Regions from separate parts of the Mus musculus genome. Here all the other regions are linked to region 3. The links are chromatin contacts, called in public Hi-C and promoter capture Hi-C maps. All regions are on one chromosome and are shown on one strand. Each heading gives the region's core, a stretch centred on a gene start, on an enhancer-like site or on the middle of the called end of the contact. The rest is flanking DNA. Distances are from core to core; before and after follow the strand shown.

What was found. Promoter capture Hi-C pulls out the DNA fragments that hold promoters and counts their contacts. Hi-C and Micro-C count contacts between places; a contact is called where the count stands out from the background.
Region 1: a contact with region 3 is called in a promoter capture Hi-C map of liver, with 3 times the contacts expected there. The contact joins the promoter of Psmd7 here to the promoter of Vac14 in region 3. A contact is called at or near these places in 2 of 39 promoter capture datasets (liver and pre-B cells) and 1 of 484 Hi-C or Micro-C datasets (CD4 T cells).
Region 2: a contact with region 3 is called in a Hi-C map of CD8 T cells, with 10 times the contacts expected there. The contact joins the promoter of Mon1b here to the promoter of Vac14 in region 3. A contact is called at or near these places in 1 of 39 promoter capture datasets (pre-B cells) and 9 of 484 Hi-C or Micro-C datasets (B cells, CD4 T cells, CD8 T cells and 4 more).

Annotation. Positions count from the first base shown.
Region 1 is chr8:107,586,321-107,589,776 of GRCm38.p6, reverse strand. Psmd7 (proteasome (prosome, macropain) 26S subunit, non-ATPase, 7) reads left to right here and starts at 1,295. Exons shown (of 7, transcript NM_010817.2): 1 at 1,295-1,498; 2 at 3,061-3,152. The coding sequence starts at 1,425.
Region 2 is chr8:113,633,543-113,637,490 of GRCm38.p6, reverse strand. It overlaps Mon1b (MON1 homolog B, secretory traffciking associated), which reads right to left and starts at 1,692. Exons shown (of 5, transcript NM_173015.3): 1 at 1,222-1,692. The coding sequence starts at 1,369.
Region 3 is chr8:110,617,222-110,620,839 of GRCm38.p6, reverse strand. It overlaps Vac14 (Vac14 homolog (S. cerevisiae)), which reads right to left and starts at 2,273. Exons shown (of 19, transcript NM_146216.3): 1 at 1,847-2,273. The coding sequence starts at 1,950.

The sequences.
Region 1 (3,456 bases), core at 46-2,545, 3.0 Mb after region 3:
CAAATAAAAAAATGCTTGTTTTAAAGCTATGATATGCTTACAGACGGGAGACTGGCATGGCTGTCCTCTAAGAGGCCCTACCAGCAGTTGACTTAGACAGACAGATACTTACACCCAAGCATTGAATTGAAATTGGGGACCCCTATAAAAACTAAATTAAATTGAATAAATAAAAATGCTTGCTTTAATTAATTAATTTTAATTAATTTAGCCATGGTGTTTTGGGTTGGTGGCCTTTCTCCCCAAATCTTTGGGATTAACAAAACCTGAATGTTGTTGCACTCATTATGTCACAGTGAGCATTAAGGAAAATTCCCAGAAATAAAAACTATAGATAAAGTATCCAGTCATACACCCAAAGTGTGCCCTTGGTGTTAGAGACCGAGAGCATCTCTAAACCACGTGTGGTCGCATATGCTGTCACCCTTGTACTTAGGAGGAGGTAGAGACAGGGGACCACCCTGGACTATACAACAATTTCCATGCTAGTCAATGTCATAGAAGGCCCAACTTCAAAAGCAATGAAATAAAACATTAAAAATAAATAAATAAAAACCAGGTGTGATGGCATATGACTTTAACTCCAGCACTCAGGGAACAGAGGCAGGTAGAGGCCAGTCAGGTCTACAACGTGAGTTCCAGGACAGCCAGGGCTGTTACATAAAGAAACACCGTCTCAAAAAAAAAAAAAAAAAAAAAAAAAGAAGCAAAACAAAACAAAAACCAAAACCCAAAAACAAACAAACAAACAAATGAAACTCCTCTGGGAAATTTTGAAACAGTGCTGACTTAAAGTGTTAAGTGAAAGTTAAGGGCTGGTGAGATGGCTCAGTGGGTAGGAGCACCTGACTGCTCTTCCGAAGGTCCAGAGTTCGGATCCCAGCAACCACATGGTGGCTCACAACCATCCGTAGCGAGATCTGACTCCCTCTTCTGGTGTGTCTGAAGACAGCTACAGTGTACTTACATATAATAGATAAGTAAATCTTTGAAAAAAAAAAAAGAAAGTTAAATATATGTCGTTAATTATTTGATTAGTAGAAGTACACGCTGTTACTACTTATGTTTATCTGCCTTTTTCTACAACCTTCCAAGGAGGAGAAATGGTGAGCTGGCAAACAACTGAGGAAAAACAAAAACGAAAACAAAAACAAAAACAAAAACCTAGGGAAAGGCTCAATGCCAAGCTTCGTCAATAGCCTAAGTCCCACAGAAGGCAAGGCGGTTCTTTCCCTTTCTCAAGATGGCGCCCCTGGCGACAGGGCGGGCACGAGCGCAAAGCGCTCTGGGAGCGGAAGTCGACTGTGCAGCGGCGGTCAAACCGGAAGGGGAGGTGCTGGGGCCTGGAGGAGCGGCCTGTGTCGCTGCGGTTGCTGGTGTTTGCGGGTTGCAGGGAGCCGGGCCGGTGGTCGGGCTGTGTCGCGATGCCGGAGCTGGCGGTGCAGAAGGTGGTGGTTCACCCCCTGGTGCTGCTCAGTGTGGTGGATCATTTCAACCGGTGAGCGGGTGGCGCGTGGCGGCCACACGGCGCAGGGCTGCTGAGTCACGGGCGCGCCGGGCACAAACGCGGCGGCCGGGGACACGGGTTGGGACAAGCGACCCCAGCGGCTCCACACCGCGGTGCTCGGTACCCATTGACAGCCTCGCACCCCCACCGAGGCCGCCACTCCTGAGTCTGGCCCGCCTGGCGAGGCCCCGGAGCCGGAACGATGCTACCCGCCGAGGCCGCGCCTTTTCCCAGAACGGCTGGGCGCCGTTTAAGACCGAGCTTCAGTCTCGTGTGCCCGTGCCTGTAAAAGCTGTCACTGAAACCCCGGTCTCGGAGTCCCCGATGAACGATTTTCTGGATGAGGCAGGGATCATAGCCAAGTTTCGATTTGGGATTCTGGTCGAATGGTACCTTTAAAATGGGAATGAATAAGGTGTCGGCTTGTTCCTCTAAAAACGAGGCAGGTGCAGATTGGGGCCAGCCTACAGTTCCCTTGGGTAGCTCACTGCCACCCTTGCCTGCTCCAGCCGTTCATCCGGCCAGACCTGTTGCACGTGTTCGGAAGTTTTACAAGATAATTAGTGTGAGGAGTTAACAAATATGAAGGTCCAGTAGGGAGTCTACTTGCAGTCAAGTCGGCGCTAGTGCCTGGTCTGAAGCAGGCTTTGTGCAGCTAACTCAACCAGAGCCAAAAAAAAAAAAAAAAAAAAAAAACCTCAAGACGGAGCCTTTTGAGTCTGAATTCAGTTGTATTGTTCGGAATGCCTGGGATACTAGGGGCCCTGATGGGGTGAACACTGTTTAAGCTTTATTTTAACAATTGGTAAGAATGGGGGGGGGGGGTGCAGACACTGTTGGTAGTTGTATCAAGGAACAGATGGAGGGGCTTTAAAGACTCGTGGATGAAGTTTCCTTTGGCATGTGGAAACTCGTTGTTTGAAGTAGTTTTAGTGGGTTAGAGAGGTGTAATGTTACTTTCACTGTGGCTTGTGTGTTTCCTTAGCATAGAATTAAGTTGTTTCCAAATATGCAGTTTGTTAGTGGCTAAAGAAAACAATTCTTGCTGGGCGTGATGGCGCATGCCTTTAATCCCAGCACCCCGGAGGCAGAGGCAGGCGGATTTCTGAGTTCGAGGCCAGCCTGGTCTACAAAGTGAGTTCCAGGACAGCCAAGACTACACAGAGAAACCCTGTCTCGGAAAAAAAAAAAAACAAAAACAAAACAAACAAACAAAAAAAAACAAAACTGGTACTTCTCTTAGATCTTCATCCCTGGAGAGATTTCAGTGTAGCGAGGAGGGGAAAGAGTTTAAAGGATAAAGCTGAGAAAAAGAAAAACAAGCATGACTTTTTCTCCAAGGGAGTATCTGGAATCTTTAGAAAGTATCCTTCCAATGCGGGTTGGGGTGTTTCCTTATCTTTCCTACGGGAACTAACCTGTTACATTTGTTTATGGACCTTAGGTCCGACATAAACTAAATTGTATCTTTGTTGTTGATACTTGCTACTCAGTCGCAAGTAATAGCTTTTTCGATGAGTGTCTGTGACTGACCACCTGTTTTTCTCACTCAGAATTGGCAAGGTTGGAAACCAGAAGCGGGTAGTTGGTGTGCTTTTGGGATCATGGCAAAAGAAAGTACTTGATGTATCCAACAGTTTTGCAGGTAAAGGATAAGCTTTTGATTTTGCTGAGCATGGTTAGAATGTCTGTTTACTCACAAAAAAGGGGAAAAAAAGTGAGCAGGGTAGTGGTGGCGCGCTCCTTTAATCCCAGCACTTGGGAGGCAGAGGCAGGCGGATTTCTGAGTTCGTGGGCAGCCTGGTCTACAAAGTGAGTTGTAGGACAGCCAGGGCTACACAGAGAAACCCTGTCTCGAAACACCTCCCCCCCCCCCCCAAAAAAAAGAACTTTTTTACTACAGTCTGAAGCTCCTATTTCAGAATTGCTGATACGTAGGAAAGGGAGAC
Region 2 (3,948 bases), core at 443-2,942, 3.0 Mb before region 3:
ATTATTCCCTTCAGACACTGCCTTCCCAGGCCTTCAAGGCACCCGCCTGCTCTCTGCATGACTACTGGCCTCCTTATTTACAGAGGCTCTTCCTTAACTCCTCTGACGCCTTCTTTATCCCTCTCACGTGTACTTACCCCCCGGTGACCACCATTAAAGTGCCCCCACTGACTCCCCTAACCCTTTTCTACCCGCACCCACATCCACTGATGCCTGCTGATGCCCGGTGACTCTCCAGGCTAACCAGACTCCCAGTGGTGGTCCTTATTTTTCCCATGACAGCCGCCACTGACACCCAGATCGACAGGACTCCTAGCCTTCAGCCACCCCCCCCCCCCAATTCCCTCTGCTGCTACATTAACACCCAAGCAAACACATAAGAGCATCCATGAGCATCCCAGACACCTTAGTCTTCAATAACCTTTACATGACAGTTCTTATTTTCCTCCAGGTCTGGGCCCCCACTCCACCAATGGCCACCATTAACAATCACTAACCCACAAGGTTTTCACGGTTCCCACAGTTTTCCGCCCAGAGTTATCACTTTAAATCCCATAATGAAGCCCCTTGCTTTCTTCCCACCGCCTCTGATGTCTACTGACTCACCCAAGGACAATCATCCATTTGCAACCCCATCTGATTTTTTCACCCTCAAGTGTTTTCCTATGTTCTTAATTGCGTACCGATATTCCCATGTTCCCAAATACCCAAGCAACACGTCTCAATTCCCATCAAGGAACTCCCATCAAGACAACCCTTTTGGGACCCAACTATGCCCCCTTTGTTTCTTTAAGGTGGTACACTCAGGTCAAGTACATTCTAATTTCCTTGCAACAGAAGGGTGTCCCAGGATGTGAGAACACCATTGTTAAAATGGGACTGTTCCGGGCAAACCAGCACAGTCCATCTTCCTAGCCTTGACACTATCACCACCACCACCACCACCACCACCACCACCACCCACCATAGAATACATTTGTAGAGGCACAATGCTGCCCCTTCCGGACAACAGCTGACACCCATTGGCTTCTATGTCATTTCTCAACGATTTCAATTAAGTCAGCAAGTCTGTGTCCAACGACTGACTGAGAGCTATGCCTCAAGCTACTTTCTTGGGTTCCCAAAGACTGCCCACTGGTCTCCCACTGATCTCTTCCCGCTCAGCTAGCAATGACAAGCCCTGGGGGTTTGCTTCCAAGGCTTTATTGAGGGAAGCTATACCTGTGTCCTCCGGGTCCCCATCTCCGGGATCCAGCGTGCTTGCGTGAACCCTTTCACTGTCTCCAGCCTCCTCTCTGGGGAACTGCGTGTCCACCAAGTCCTCCACGCCCCCGGGGGCTGGGACAGCATTATCTCCTCCGGCCTCCATCTGCACATCCCTGGAGAGAAGGGGAATCGAGGGTGATGGGCAGCAACAGAAAACTTCTTACAAGCCTTCAGGGAGCCAGACCCCCCGGATACATTCCTAGTGCGGTTTCCCCTACGGTTTTCGACAGGACGCGACATTCAAAACCATGACCAAATACTTGCACCCTCCGGCACTTTCGGATGGGTGACGCTCCGCTGGGCTTCTGCCAACACGGTACATCAACACCTGTTTCAACCTCTTATCTCAACTGGGTGGACAGCAACACTTTGAGGAGCCGCTGCCGCACCACACTTCCTGGTGTGGTGGGGACTTGCCACACTTCCGGAAGCGACGCCTCCCCGGGACACTTCCGGTTTCACGGCCGTATTGACTCCCCGGAGTGCCAATGGCAGCCACACGCTGCGTTCCCTCACCGTAAGGATAGCGCGGGACTCTCCCGGAACTCTGTGGAATCTGCGCGTCCTTCCACCGGACGCAGCCAGGATCGGCTGTGAAGTGGGGCCAGACCGGCCCACTTCGCGTACCAAGGGCTACCGGCTGAAGGGGGCGCGGCCTGGAAATCTACTAGGTCGAGGGGGCGGGACCTAGTCCCTCTCACCCAATCAAGAGTAGGCTCTCCCTTATGTCCCGCCCCATTCTGGTGGAGCCTCCGCAGATAGTGTGCGCTAATTGGCGAAAGCCACTGCTCATCCCTTGACTGACATCTCCCTGTTTCTAACCGAAACCTCACTCCTGTTCCGGTCTTTGCTGGAATGAGAGAATGCCGAACCAATGAACTCGCGTCCCCAGTATTGAGACAACTTCACGCTCTTTTATTCAATTATAGGGGCAGGGCGGAGCGTATGCTTGACGGACAGCTCTCTTTCCAATCGGAACGTCGCCCGCAGCCCAGTCAGCCTATGGGACTCGGATGCTGAAGCAAGAGGCGGGCTCTGCTGGTGGGACTGACTCTTGGGATTCTGGACTCCGCCAGCCTGCGAGGGGAGCTTACGGAAACAAAAGCAAGCTGCTTAGGGCTAGTGTGTGCGGGCAACACGAGCGCACCCCACTAGCAAGGAGAGGTTCTGTGGGCCGAGCCAACCAGATCGGCAGCCTAATCCAATAGCGGAGTGGGGGGTGTGGTTGTCAGGGACCGCTGCGTTCTGGTTGGCTGAGAATTCTGCCGCACCTACCTCCGGGTATCACCATTGGCTACTATGTATGATGGGCCAGGGGCAGCAACAGCAGTGAGGAATCTTGTGAACAGAAGCACCTAGATGCTCTCTTCCTTAAGGCTGTGGAGCGGGGATAGGTGTATCTAGGCGGCCAGAAGTCGCTCCAAACTAAGTGTTGTTCATTTTGGTTTTGAGTCACAGGCTCCTAATAACCCAGGCTGGCCTTAAACTCGCGATCCTCCTCCCTCACCCTCTATCTGGCCCTAAACCCAAGTCAGAGTAGATTACAGTGCTGCTCCAGCACCTGCCATTGCCTTTAGGTTTAGAATGAGGGTGTGAATATCCCTGTTCTGGACGTCCAGGTCCGTTTTTTAGGTCTTTCTGTACATTGGTCTTTGAGACTGCTTGAAGCCTCGCAGTTTGTGTCTCTGAGTGTTACTATATTATTATCAGAGAAAATAGAGTTAAAATAACAACAACGACGACGACGACATAATGACATAAAGGTCGAGGATTTCTGTTTTGGATACAGGGTTTCGGGTACCCCGGGCTGGCTTCTCACTCACCAAGTGGCAAGGATTACTCTGCTTCCCGCCTCTGTTTCCCCAGTACTTGAAATAACTGATGTGCCCTTAACACCAGGTTTGTGTCATGCTGTGGTGCGAACCCAAGGCTTCATGTATTCTGGGCAAGCATTCTACCTCGTGAGACCCATCCCTCCGGGCTCCAAGATCAAGGAGGTGTCATCAGCCAGGAGACATAACATCCCTGAATATTTAGATACTCAAAGACAAAACTTCAAAGTACCTAACTGTCAAATTGACAAAAACTCAAAGGGAAAATAGCTCATGAGGTTAGGTGATGATTTCAACATTCTGTGCTCACTAAAAATGGCCGAAACTGATGGCAAAAAAAAAAATAGATAAATATTTAAATCTAAATATCTAATATCTAAATAAATAAATAAGGTTACAGAAGATATGATCAACAGCTGGCAAATGAATTGATATTTATTAAAAAAATTCTGCTCAATTACAACAGAGTGGATTTTTTTCCAAATGCGCATGCTGGACCAAAAAATTAAAAAAAAAAAGTTAATGCCCCTTTAGAAGCTAAATCTTTCAGAGAAAATTGTTTGATTACAACAGAAATTGTGGCTATTGTTAGCAGAGATTGGAGAATTCTTCCAAGAGTAGGAATTAGGTCAGTACTCATCATATGAACACATTATGACTCAAATATTAAATCCATGGGATATTCAGGAGTATCTTCAGCTTCATGAAAACAGGAAGAATGAGCAACTGCGGAGACTGTAAATCACGAGTGCTCACAGGGAAATGTGCAACTTTATATATTCACACGGGTATGAGAAGAGACACTCATAACCAATGATCTACACGGGAGCCTTAAGATGATAGGGAATGA
Region 3 (3,618 bases), core at 1,024-3,523:
TGCAGAGAAGTCTTCCACAGACTGACCGGAAGCAGCTATGCTGTGAACACCTCTGTTCAAGGACCTAACAGATGACTCAAGCCAGGATAAAAGCAGATACTTCTGTGACGCTGAGTGGGTGGCAAAAAACTGGTGTCAGTGTGCCACTGTCTGAATCTTAACCGTTTCTCAAAGGCCCGTGTATGCACGGTGTAGGTAGCCCTCTGTCTGGTTCATTCGGAGTTGACAGAGTTTGAGAGTTAGGCTTATTGAGAGCTCCTTTTGGTGTGTGCCCTTGAAGGGCTTCATCATGCCCAAAAGCTACAGGTCCAACTGACCACATACTACCCTGTCCATTTAAATCTCGAGTGTTTGATACAGCAATGAAAACCTAATATACACTGCAACTTCACAAAACCAACAGAACTCACGGACACACAATCATACCTAGACACTATCTTTGGGTCACACTATTCGGCATGACAACAGAACTGTGCTAAGCACTGCAATGCAAGGCAGTAAACAGAAAAGAGGGGAAAAAAAGGCGGCGGCTGAGGAAAGAAACCGCTAGCGTGAGTACTGCAAACAAATGGAAGGGTCTTCTTACCTAAGCCCAAAGCCATTAGTCTAGGGCAAAGCAATTGTTCTCAACTAGTGTGATTTTGATTCTTTAAGGGACATTTGGCAAAGTCTGATGACAATTTGGGTTGTCACAACTGATGGAGTACTACTGGCATCTAGTGGGTAAAGGGCAGAGGTACTACTAAAAAAAAAAAAAAAAATCACACAAGCTACAGAACTGCCCATCACAACCAAGTATTGTGCTTCCCAAATATCAACAGCACCGAGGTTAAAAAACTTTGAGTAAAGAGTCTATCCTAGTCAATGAGTGAGCACCACTCCATAGCTTAGGGCTGGCCATGTGACCATTGTACAATGACTGAAATGTTCTCTAGTCTGCACTGTGCAGCTGTAGTGGTTGGCTCCTGAACACCCAGATTATGGGTAGTGAAACTGACGTGCTGAATTTACAATTTGTACTGATTCATTACTTTGTTGTTGTTGTTGAGACTGGATCTAGCCCCGTGACCAATGCTAATCTCAAACGAGTACAGTATTTCTGCCCGAGCCTTCCAAGTGCCAAATCTCAAGCCTGTGTCACTACTCTGGTTAACTTAAATTTACATAGACACATATGGTCCGCTGTTACCAAGTTGGATGTCTTAACTCCTAATGTTTTTCTAGTTTTACAGGCTGCTGCTTTCTACTCTTCTGAAACCACCTACTCAACTGACTGTTACTAAGATTTGGCTGGGGGAAAAACACGTGCTCTCTCACATACTCAGCAAAACATTACCGAATTAAACATTCCCTATTTCGAACACCTGGAAACACCAGTGCACTATTACACACACGTATACTATTGCAGAAGCGGGGAAGGGCAAATCTTCCCATTTTCACTTGCAAGGGAGGGTGGCCTGACAATCTTCTGAGCATTGGATCACGTGCTTTGACCTATTTCTACACTTGGCCACTTCAGAAGCTGCAAAGAGAAGGCGGGACACCATAAGCAAATTCTCCACCTCCTCAGAGAGGCCACTCTCCGATCTAGCTGGCTTTTGACTGAGGCCACACTGAATGTGTCAGGTACTGCGCTAGGTTCTGCACATACCTTAAGTCAATTCATTTTCACTGCTATCTGGGAGCACCAGGAGGTTAAGACTAGCAAAGATAGGGCTCTTGGATTTCCCGCTCTAAAGCAATGTGCTAAGAGCTGAAACCGGAGAGGTCAATACCGAACCCTCGCCGCGGGCAAGCAGAACCGCTAGGCGCTGCAAAGCCAGGGCGGGGTCCCAGGAGCTCTTACTTCTCGATCTCCAGCGCTGCAACCTTCCGCTTTTCGTAGAGTTTATCATTCAGGGCCCTTACGATGTTGGGAGTGAGCGGCGCAAAATCCTTCTCTGGGTTCATGGTGGCAGCTCGCGCTGCGCCTGGGAGCCTCCAGACACCTTAGCCCGAGGTTGCCTGGGCCGTGCCAGGGCCGGGGGAGTGTGCGGCTCCGCGCGGACACCGGAGCCTGCTCATGGGCTATGCCGCCCAGGGCCCGCCTGCCTCGTCCCGCCGCCACGCGCCGCCTCGGGTCCCCCTGCTCCGACCCTGCTCTCCCACGCGCGACCCGGTCCGCCCCACGGCTCACGCGACCAGCTCCCGCCAGGAACCGGCAACGCTCACTGGGCCGCGGCCATGTTACTCAGGTCACGTGACGCCGCGAGCACTTCCGCCTTCCGCCGACCGAAGGTTCCGCCCCCCCAGGCCACGCCCTCTCGTGCTTGCTGCAGCGGATTGGCCACACTTGTCAGGGATCCACCCCACTCTTCACCTGCTGCTGGCTTCGGTGCGGGTTTTTGCTGAGAGTGAAGAGCAGGTGGTGGGAGCCGTTTCAGGCTCACTGCCAGAGCTTTGCGCAGAGCGGGGGGCTTCTGGAAACAGTTTATAGAGGGAGCCTAACTCAAATTTAATTTATGCATTAATTCTTTGGTCACTTAACAGTCACTTTCGCGTATGCCAACGTTTCCACCATTTTCACCATATCTTAACCATCTGTCTGATTTTACATTTTATTTCTGCGTGTGTGCATGCACCAACGAGCGCCTTTGGAGGCCATAGGGCAACTTGGGAGGGAGTCGGATCTCCCCACCCACTCACCATGTGGGGGTCCCAGGATTGAGCTCCAGTCCGCCAGGTTTGGCGGCAGATGCCTTTGTCTGCTGAGCCACCCCTCTAATCCAATTATTATTTTAGAGACAGGGTCTCAAACTCTCTCTATAGCTGAGGATAGCCTTGAAATCTCGATTCTCATGCCTTTATCTGCTGAGTGCAGGGATTACAGGCAAGCGTCACTACAGTTGATCTTATGTGGTGCTGGGCGTGGAACCCCGGGTCTGGTCAAGTCTACCAACTGAGTCAAACCCTCAGATTGTATTTAATACACATGTGCTACTCAGATGTGTGTGTACATATGTATGGAGATCCGAGGTCAGGTGTCCTCTTTTTTTTTTTTTTTTTGTTTGTCTGTCTGTCTGTTTGTTTTTTCGAGACAGGGTTTCTCTGTGTAGCCCCGGCTGTCCTGGAAGACCAGGCTGGCCTTGAACTCAGAAATCCTCCTGTCTCTGCCTCCCAAGTGCTGGGATTAAAGGCGTGAGCCCCCATGCCGGGCAAGGTGTCCTCTTTTGCTCTTATTTTTCCACCCTTATTGAGACAAGGTCTTATGTGTCCTAGGCTGGACTCTATGCATAGTGATTAAAAAAAAAAAGTCCTGGCTAATTTTTATGTCAACTTGATACAAGCTAGAATCATCTGAGAGGAGGAAGCCTCAATTGAGAAAATGCCTCCATTAAGATTGGGCTGTAGGCGAGCCTGTAAGGCATTTTCCTAATTAGTGATTGATGTGAGAGGGTCCTGCCCACCATGGGTGGGTCCACACTAGGCAGAGGTTGCTGGATTCTATAAGAAAGTAGGCTGAGCAAGCTTTAAGGAGAAAGCCGGTAAGTAGCATTCCTCCATGGCCTCTGCATCAGCTCCTGCCTCTATGTTCTTACTTTGAATTCCTTCAGCGATATAAGCTATATGGCGAAATGA